2 separate regions of the Oryza sativa genome follow, and region 2 is linked to region 1. A link is a contact called in public HiCAR-type data. All regions are on one chromosome and are shown on one strand. The core of a region is the stretch at or near the end of the contact, and the rest is flanking DNA. Distances in the headings are between cores, read along the strand shown.

Region 1 (5,518 bases), core at 2,622-5,121:
ACCCTACAATTGATATGCCAAATCTCCCTGATGTTGTCGATGACTATGGTAATGCAAGGCACTTTTGTTGTGGGGTTGTGGGGTACAGAGAGGGTGATCCCCCCATGACCTAGGATTTATATCCTAATTATGGAGGAGAGCTAGGAATCAAATGCCTCCACAGTGGACACACCACAGTACGCACTAACACACCCAACTGTTTTTATTTCCTACAAAACCTTTTGTGTGATATTGCTTTCTTCAGGTAATACAATTTTCTGTGTTACAACTAGCTAGCCTTTAGTAAATGCTAGCCATGCCTAAGGGAATAAGAAGAAATTGTAGAGAAATGACAGTTCACCACATCATGACAATACAAGAACAAGTACACATATCAAGGAAAGCCCCTTTGATGCAGGGTGTATGTTTAGATTTGGTCTCCTGGAAATGGTATAGCTAGATTTGTCATAAAATATTTTTTAATACTTAATAATTTATACTTTTTTTTACACAGCTACACATCCACAACAACAGAAGGTGATGGAGTGATGGGTCATATTGGAGATTGTACCAAACGCTAAAATATTTTTTTCCTGCTAATACATAAGGGGAAAATGAAGACTACCCAATGTTATCCAATGTGGCTAAAACATATCTATGTATGTATGACACCTATTATATAAAATTTGATAAATAAATATGTAGGCTTGACTTTAACACTTTCTAATATATTCTGAAAATTGCTAAGATCTCTAGCATCCATCAAACAGTGGTTGAAGTAGCCATGAGTAGGGAAGGGAGGTTAAACAACCTCCTAACTAGAAAGTCATTGGCCTATCCACAACTTTGAAAAAACCTTACCCATCAGCGAATTATCAAAATATATAGCAGCGCCAAAAAAAAACACTAGGAGAGTAGGGAGGCACCACCAATCAACAACATATCCTCTCAAAGATTGAGGCCCTACCAGAATCCTATAGGGCATTGCATGAGAGGCCAATCTCAACCCCATCTATCCAGTCACCAGTCATGGTCCTTCCAATGGGAAATGTAAGCATCCATCCACCTATCCACACCACAGGGGTTGCAATCTCTTCTTGTGGCTGAAAGGGCAGTGACCCCTTTGGCCATCACAAAGGAGAAGTTAGGGTCCCAACAGAGAGGTTGACATGAAAGTTACACTAGAAGAAGTAACAAATGTTGGGAGTCCTCATGCTAGTCAGACCTATATCATCTAGATACCGCGCACCACGTTCCTCCCTCCCGTCTGATCTCAATCCATCCTATCTAATAGGACATGTAGGTAAATTTATATGGGACAATATATCAACTTCATGGTCCTTTTTAGAGAATATTTGCAACCAAATTAAATATGGTGAACCTTGTGTTGTACCAGCAAGCAATCCACATGGGGACTTCTTTTCTACTATTTGACATTTTAGAGTTTGTATGGTGAAACAATATCCTAAACTATGAAAGTCGAATATGGATGACTTATCAAAATCTATGGGTGCTATAAATTCAAGTGATGTGAAATTACTTGAGTGAATTATCAATGCCAACTCAAGGATCTAAAAATAAAACAACATCAAATTAATAAGAGAGGGAGTATCTTACATCACTGTAGCACATCTTGACCTACAACCAACCACTAAAAACTAAAAAGACATGCAAAATTTATAAGACCAATCACTAAAAAAAATTGTCAAAAGTACCTTAAGCAAAGGATATATTTGTTGAAATATATATTGGAGGGCCAAAAGGTGGAAATAGACGTTTCTTGCCCCTCCGTCCCATCCTCATTAAATCATTGCTTTTTTGAGAGAGTGTCCTTCACACAATCTTGCCTGCAAAAACCGGGGCCTGGCTTGAAATCGATTTGATGGGGCAAAATCGAAGCAAGAGAGCTCAGCAAAACCAATTTTTTTGATAGGAACACACAAAAAGAAATTAAAACTCCCCTCCCCGTTGTTCATATCCAATGATGCGATACCATCATCTACTGATAATTATGCTTGTGTTATCATTATTCTGTTTAAGTTCGAACGATGACTAGTTAGCAACAATAATCTCCTCCAGTTGAGCATTTCCTTGCCCTTAAGCCTTTCGGTGTCAGTTCATATTGGCAGGTCCCTGATTGAAAAAAAAAAGAAAAAAAGAAATGATCCTGCGTGTGCATAAAAACCTATTCGTCCGATCTAAGTTTGAACAATATATCATAGTAGTTCCCTTCATGATTCTCATACGATATGATTTCTATTTTCCCATCGAGCATAAGCACAAGATATTAGAAGTTCTTCACAAGAAAAGCGAAAGCGTGAATTCTATTATCATAACCTTTTCACTAGAAATACTTTGTATTGAAGATTTCCTAGACTTAAATGTTTTGCAATGAAGGTCGAATTATACAATCCTCGGTGGTGAAGATAAATAATCCTAAATAGGGTCTTATCAGTTATCATGCTCCACCATGCAACAACTGTGAGTCTGTGACTACCTAAGTTTTTCATGTGTCATTCATCAAATTTACATGCATGTACTCTCAATGGTGGAAGGTTGGCAAAAACCATGAACCAAGTTGGACATCTTGATGTTAGTGTAGAAAAAGAAGATATTTTTCTCACATGAAACAAATAATGATAATTTAGGGAGACATGTCTTTCTAGATTTCTCACCAATATAGTCTGAGTGTAAAATGATATAGAATACGGGAAATATCCTACAAAAGAACTTGGCAAAATGATCATTATGTTTTTTCCAAAAAAAAAAACTAGACTCTAAACCGTGTGGTGCGATAATTACAACATTTTAGGACCTAATTTGCAACACGTGCATGAATTTCATAGAAACATAGAAAAAGATCCCGCGTTTCAAAGAGGCCTTATCCGGTTAATCCAATTCATGGTTGGGACCTGGATGGGGTGGCTGACACAGACCTGGACAGGAATGCGACCCAGGAGCGGCAATGCACACATACCTGGTTGGCCACAATCCCCAGTTGTGCAAGAAACGAAGTGCCTTAACTGAAACTCTACATGGCCAGTTGCCTTCATACACAGTAGTGCCTTCCGCGTCTCAAACACCATGCCCATACGGCCATTGCCGACCAAAGATCCCTCCTTTCTGCTCCAGTGCCTGCCCTTAATAGGTCCCTGTCACACAGCAAGCAAAAGCCAATGTGAATTTCCAGAAGAAAATAAACAGAAAGATGATTCAGCTGTGCTATTCTCCAGTGTTTTTTTCTTCTCCTTTTGCATGTAAAAGATTTTTTTATTTCTTTCTTGAAAAGAAAAGGATTTTCCTTGCAAAGATATCATGGACAGAAAGCACCAAAAAAGTGTCAAACTGTGCTTGCTCTTGCTCACCACTAAAGTTTTTTCCTAGTCCACACCAAATGCCAATATTCCTATTCCCCTCCTTATTTAGAATTAACAAGCACATCAAGGGGGTAGAAAAAGTGATGCATATCATATCACAACAGTGCTCTATCTTCTTCCCTCTTGCTGAGAACTGAAAACAGTAGGTGGCTACTCTCATTGGAGCCCCCTCCCCCATCCACACCCACTACTTAATATTAATAGTTAGTTAATACTCTCTCCTAAACTAGTTTAGTCCTCCTCTAATCACACACACACACCCTAGTGACTAATTAAGCCTCCCCTTGTTAATCCTCCCTCAACCACTCTTTCCTTTTCCTCCCTCTTTGGGAAGAGGAGAAAGACAAGTAGAGAGAAAGAGAGAGAGAGACCACCCACTAATCCTCTTAATTAAGGCTTAACTAAAGGCATAATCTTGTGTTGTTCTAGTCATAATTAAGGCCACTCCCTCCTAATGTGTTAAGCCACACCCTTTCTTCCTCCTCTTCTTCTTCTTCTTCTTCTTCTTCTTCCTATCCCTGTTGCTTCCTGCCCCTCCCCTCCTTCCTCTCTCTCCTCGACGAGGTCTCCCGGCGGCGCGATGTCTGGCGGCGGCGAGGTGTCGGGGAGGGCGCCGCGGCTGCCGAGGTGGACGAGGCAGGAGATACTGGTGCTGATAGAGGGGAAGCGGGTGGTGGAGGGGCGAGGGAGGGGGAGGGGGCGGGGCGGCGGCGGCGGCGGCGCCGCCGCGGAGCCGACCAAGTGGGCGGCGGTGGCGGAGTACTGCCGGCGGCACGGGCTGGAGCGGGGCCCCGTGCAGTGCCGGAAGCGGTGGAGCAACCTCGCCGGCGACTACAAGAAGATCAGGGAGTGGGAGCGCTCGCTGTCGTCGCCGTCGTCGTCGTCGGCGGCGGCGGGGATGGGGAAGGAGGTGTCGTTCTGGGCGATGCGCAACGACGCGCGGCGGGAGCGGCGGCTGCCGGGGTTCTTCGACCGGGAGGTGTACGACATCCTCGAGGGCCGCGGCGGCGGTAATGCGGCGGCGGCGGCGGCGGCGGGGAAGGAGGGGGAGGAGGAGAAGGCGGCGGTGTTCGACAGCGGCCGCGCCGCGGCCGGCGGCGGCGGCGGCGGCGGGGATGATGGGCTCTTCTCGTCGTCGGAGGAAGAGGAGGACGACGACGAGGCGACCCCGCCGGCGACCACCCCGGCCGCTGCCCCGGCCCCACCTCCGGCTCCGGCGCCGGCGGTGCCCGTCCTGACATCCGGTGAGCGCGGCTGCTCCATTCTTGCACGTAAAAATTGAGGCTTTCCTGTGTTCTTGGTTGACAAAAAGAAGAAGAAGAAGGCTGCGAATTTGTGTACTTCAAAGAACTGAATTTGGGGTGTGTGATGGGTGGGTTAGTTGCCTATAAAAATTGACGTTTCGATTGCAAAACAACTGTTCTTTTTTTTATGGTAACAGTTCATGTTATGCATCGAATTTCCCTGTGAGTTCAATCACTTGATGGCTTGATGCCCATCTTCCTTTTTCAGAAAATTTCTTGTTCAGTTCTTTGTGGTGGTCTGAACTCTGAAGAGTTGGAATTTGCAAGTAGTTGTGTTTTTGGTCTTTGTTGCTAACCTAATGGATATTCTGTTTCTTCTGTTTTTTTTTAAAAAAAAAGTGATCAATATGTTTATTTTCACCTGGCAAAGGTTTGTTTTTGGTTGGCTGATTACTGTTTTTGCTCCTGTGGTTTGTTGGTTGCAGAGAAGAAGAGTGATCCACCTAGGCAAGATGCCTCAGAGCAAGGTACTGATAAATAACCGGATTTCTACCTTGCAGTTCTCCCCTTTTTTTTCCCCGCTCACGTTTTGCATGTGCTTCAGCATCCCCTGATCTTCCACAATTTTTTACTGTTCCATTGCTTTGATCAGATAATTCTTGGCAGCAATATTTAAACATTGTGTCACTGCGTATAGTTTAGATATGAAAATAGAAATTAACTAATAACAGAATTGTAGGGAGCCTGAACACAAAAAGAGAACTCAATGGTAATTATCATCCCTAAAAGATCAAATCAAATTATACCTTAAACGCGTGTGTTGTGCCCTTGTCAAATTGTTCTATGAGAGAACTGTATCTGACTTTGCTTACAATACAGTCCCGAATATATGAAGCAATCTAGGACCCAAGGACCTTG
Region 2 (5,021 bases), core at 1,938-4,437, 220 kb before region 1:
AACATGTATCTGAGCGGGGTCCCCAGCGCAGCCTCGCGTAGGGATTTGAGCAAGCCGCGGGTAGCTCCCACGGGTCACAATGACCCTGGCGCAATTTTAAGCGCAACAACAAATTAAAGTCATGCTTCGAGTAACCGTGATATGCAGCACTTGTTGCTTGACGACTCGCCCACAATTTTCTCTTCCCCCACATTTTAGACCGCTCGGCCTTTGTGTGGCAGACTTGGTCATAGTTGGCCCAACCTTTCTTTGGACCATGCGACCTGAGTCCCCGGTCCATTTGCTCATGCCCTTACAATAAATGCATGGATATATAAGTGATGATTTTGGATAGTAAATTAAGGTAATACTCTAGAAACACTTATGTTTGTAAATAAATATTAATATCTAGAAATACTAATAGTGTTTGTTGACAGGAAGAGTACATATTACAAGTACTTGGCAACTGTGCCTATCAAGTGTCAATGTCAAAAACAGTTCGAGGGATAACTCACAAGATTGTTAGGTCGAAAATTTTCAGTTAGGATACCGCCGACCGCATAAGTATTCTCTTGCAATAAAGCAGCTAAGAACTGTTTCGTAGTACAATGATGATACTATATATATCCATTATATCCGCAGGATAGGACAACCAGGTGTTATTGATGGATGCTGTGTGTAAACTCCTATGTCTTGTGTTAAAATCATGCTCATGAGAATATTTAGGGACTGATTAGATGATATATACACACACATATTTTGATGTGCTTGGTAATCCAAGAATCAAAACAACCTGGCAATGATATTGATGTATTCTAGCTTGGAGCCTGTTATCGATGATCTTGAGATTCTCTTGAAAGAAGGTGTAGAAAGTTGGGATGCGCATGGTCAGGAGAATTTCAAACTACAAGTTCTATTGTTTTGTACCATTGATGAGTCTATTGTTCTGCACCATTGATGACTATCCCAAAGAATAAGTCTATTTTCCCCCCTCAATTCTTTGTGCTGTGTCTTATATAGCTGGAAGTAAGTCTATTTTGTATTCCTCTTCTCTTTGGGCCTTGTCCTATATGGTTGATTAAGTCTATTTTGGGTCCCTCAACTATTTTTTTCCGACCGTGCTGTGCCAGGCCGGCCCACTGTGCCCAACTCGTGCCGTACTTGGGCCGGGCCATCGGGCCTCGGGCCTTATGGCCATCTATAAATGAAATTATAATTAAATCTCGGTTTCTAGATGATGCTTTATGTGAAGGCAATAAATGATAATTAAGTGTAATATAATGTATTTTTTAAACATCGTAGTGAAGTCCCATTTCTAGTACGTAATGGATCGAAATGGGGAGGGACTGCTTCTCTTTTAGAAAAAAAAAATGTAAAATTGAGATGAGCTTTTATAAGACATGTAAGGCCATATGTCTAGTGTAAGTATGATGCTAGCAAGCACATTTTAGCATCTTAAAATAAAAAGCAAGCACATTAATATTTTAGGAGTTAGCATGGATGCAATACAGTAGAAGAGGAGATGCCAACAAAAAAGAATATGGAAAATTTGTTTCATACCATCAAAAGTTCCTGTGTTTTGCTTTATACCATCAGCGTTTGTGGTGTACTTTAACACCATCCAAAGTTTGCTCCGTTACCTATCTACTCCACGAAATGTGCTTGCTAGCATGGATGAAAAAGTAACCGAAACAAACAGTTGTGGTATACTCCTAAGTAATCCTAAGTAGCCACCGGATTCAATACTTTATTCTCAATCGTCCTTCTAGTCTATTCCCAATTATATGGGTTTGACCCGTTACAACGTACGGACATGTTACTAGCGTAAGGAAAGAGATGGTTTCTGAAAGAGTTTTTTTTTTCCAACAGTCCTACCCAATCTATAGCGCTAGACAAGAAAGCGAAAGCTAAACCCATATTTATTACCGTAATGTTGCAAACTTAATATTACCTGCAATAGACATGCCCTAACATGGTTTCAGGACCACAAACCAGAGCTCTAAAATTCCGAGCACATGTTCAGAATATATATACATTTTTAATTCCCTTCTATACTACTCCAACTTACCTCTATGGAGGTAAGAGGCTAAAATTGAAACTAGATAACTGAATGTTCTTATATTTTTCCTAATAAAAATATAATTGCTCCTTTCATTTAATACTTATATCACAACATGTAGCCATATGAGCCAAAACTGTATTAGCCATATTTTAGCGAATAAGGCTCAATGCGATTCTGTGTCTGAGCTCTGGCCTGAAAATTCTTGTAACTTTATCTCACATATGGTGTGTGAGGAAGCTTCTCATGAGTAATATATTCCCTATTTCCCCGCAAAAAAAAAAACTTATATCACAACAAAAATGGAAAAGACCAACACTGAGTATTGTAGAAGCTAGTACTTTTGGCAAATGTGCCCGAAGATCCCCAAAACAGTTTGTGGCATAATTCAGAAGATTGTTAGCTCAGAAATCATTTCAGACTAGGATATTGCCGACACATCAGAGTTCTCGTGTAATCACGAAGCAAGGAACTGTACAGTGCAGTGATGATATACAACTATAGGAGAGGACGAACTGATACTGACGGATGCTGTGTGTAAAATATCTCTGTAAAATCAGGAATACTGGGAGACTGATTGGATGATAGGTTTATACGGTCACAATCATCTCGTTAAACACACTTTTCATTAAAGAGGAATTACCAAATACAGTAATTGATTCGACGGTGCCGCGAGAAATGTGCTATATATAAATGCTCACCTATATTTGGGCAGATTAGTTAATTTCAGGAATTTTCCACAGAGAAAGCTAAATGAGTGCTAAATGAGTCGCATTGCGTACTACTACAAGGGTCCAAACAGAAATTGATATCTGAAATTAGCTTTTCTTAAGATAACAATGATATTTTTTTTTATTGAAGCACAAGGTGTGCCTGAAATCGAATTCTGAAAGGTATTCTTATTTTTCAGAGGAAAATGTACAGTGGTACCATTCTGAAAGCTAATTGAGAGATGACAAGGCGTGAGAAGGACCAAACTGTCCTATATACATGTGGTCATTTTCCATCTCTTGCAATAGGTTATCAAGACCCCTCCTGAAACATGGACCGTCCAGATGCGATCCGACGGACGAAAAAAACCAATGGCAGAATATTTCAGGCTCTGGCATATCCAAACATAAATAAGTAACATAAGGTTCAGCTCTGCTCCATCCATGCATCGCCTCCATTATTCATGCTTCGATTCTCCATGCTTTCCTCTACTGCTCATTGGTAACATTCGGCAAATTTGACAGGTGAGCTCAGTATTTTAAATCTTAATGTAGTACTTTGGTGTGCTAATCTTTGCTCTGTTCAAAAGAGAATTCTGGTTTCTTTGCTATTTTGAAAAGAGAATTTTCGTTACAGGACTTCAACTTCCATAATACTTTTTTTTATAATTAAGGCATGATATATATCTTCTTTCTGAATTCCACGGGAATTGCACTTTTTCCTGAGAAATTTGTAAAGAGCATGCCTGTTAATTGCAAGGGGCCCCTAACTCTGTTATGAGAAAAGAGAACTATATAAGATGCTCAATAAGCACCTCTTTTTTTTTTTCTGTTAACTGACCAAAGCCTGTCTATCTGCATTTTTTTTTGTTTTTTGTTTTTCTTGTGTGCAGATGGGTATATTGGTCATCTTGGTGGACCTGCAATGCTGCCGCTGCGATGCCAAGATCAGGAAGGTCCTGGGCTGCCTTGAAGGTATAATAAATTCTGCCCGAATCGTCCATGTTTGATTGAATTTTCAAGGCTAATCAGCAGTGTTCCTGCTCAATTGGGAGCAAAACCTCTGTTAAAAAGGGTGTGTTTGAATGAATATAATTGAATATGAACGCAGAGGAGTACTGCATCGAGAAGGTGGAGTACGACGTGAAGAACAACAGGGTGATCGTGCGCGGGAAGTTCGACCCGGAGAAGCTGTGCAAGAAGATCTGGTGCAAGGCCGGCAAGATCATCAAGGAGATCCTCATCGTCGACGTCTGGCCGCCGCCGCTGCCGCAGCCGCCGCCGCCGTGCAAGCCGCCGCCGTGCGAGAAGCCTCCGGAGGACTGCAAGCCCAAGCCCTGCCATTGCTGCAGCTGCGAGAAGCCCAAGCCCAAGCCCAAGCCCTGCCACTGCGAGAAGCCCAAGCCCTGTCACTGCGAGAAGCCCAAGCCATGCGAGAAGCCGCCGCCGTGCAAGCCGGAGGAGCCGCCGAAGCCGCCGCCGGAGAAGCCGCCGCCGAAGCCGGAGTGCAAGCTGGTGCCGTACCCTTACCCGGTGCCGTACCCGTACGCCGGGCAGTGGTGCTGCCCAAAGCCTGAGCCGCCGAAGCCGCCGCCGGAGCCACCGAAGGAGCCGGAGCCGCCGAAGCCGTGCGGGTGCTCGCACGCCTTCGTGTGCGTCTGCAAGCCGGCGCCGCCGCCGCCGCCGCCGTGCGGGTGCTCGGGGGGCCACGGGAACTGCGGCTGCGGCATCAGGCCGTGGCCGCCGCAGGTGTGGCCGCCGCCGCCCGTCTGCCCGCCGCCGCCGTGGTGCTACACCGAGGACAACGCCAACGCCTGCTCCATCATGTGATGGCCGGCCGGCGGTCGGCGTCGATCACGATCATCTCTGCTGCTTAATTTCCTTGCTTGCTACTACCTCTGCTCCTTTCCTTGCCTCGGAAATCGGAATAAATTAAACACGAGGCTGATCGATGTGTTTGTAATTAATCCATGGTGTTTGTGTTGTGTGCTGTGTGGGCTGTATAATAATTAATTACAGTATGTTCATGTAAATTTGTTTGTTTGTTTGTTTATGTTGTTCGATATGTATAATTATGTACAATAATTAATCGTGGAGAGGCTCACTAAACTCATAAACTGTAGAGTATCTTGGCTGTAAAAGTGTGGCAATTTATCTTTTTCTTGTGTTAGCATTGGCTACAAATAGTTTTTGGCCGTCTTTTCTCTTCGTTTCTCCCCTTCTTTATGAGATTAATTGTGTGCTGACCTAGATCAAATTATAGCGCGCTGACC

Evidence for each region. HiCAR-type assays count read pairs that join an accessible place to other places.
Region 2: a contact with region 1 is called in a HiCAR-type map of leaf, with 2.2 times the contacts expected there. The contact joins the promoter of LOC4335725 here to the promoter of LOC4335704 in region 1. A contact is called at or near these places in 1 of 15 Hi-C or Micro-C datasets (seedling) and 1 of 4 datasets of contacts at active chromatin or transcription factors (leaf).

What each region holds. Positions count from the first base shown.
Region 1 is chr4:19,981,992-19,987,509 of ASM3414082v1, reverse strand. LOC4335704 (trihelix transcription factor ASR3) reads left to right here and starts at 3,871. Exons shown (of 3, transcript XM_015781291.3): 1 at 3,871-4,600; 2 at 5,086-5,127. The coding sequence starts at 3,937. LOC136356084 (a long non-coding RNA gene) reads right to left here and starts at 3,131. Exons shown (of 2, transcript XR_010740764.1): 1 at 2,957-3,131; 2 at 1,481-1,826.
Region 2 is chr4:20,202,763-20,207,783 of ASM3414082v1, reverse strand. It overlaps LOC4335725 (protein PYRICULARIA ORYZAE RESISTANCE 21-like), which reads left to right and starts at 3,187. Exons shown (of 3, transcript NM_001402363.1): 1 at 3,187-3,273; 2 at 3,642-3,723; 3 at 3,860-4,948. The coding sequence starts at 3,642. The coding sequence ends at 4,578.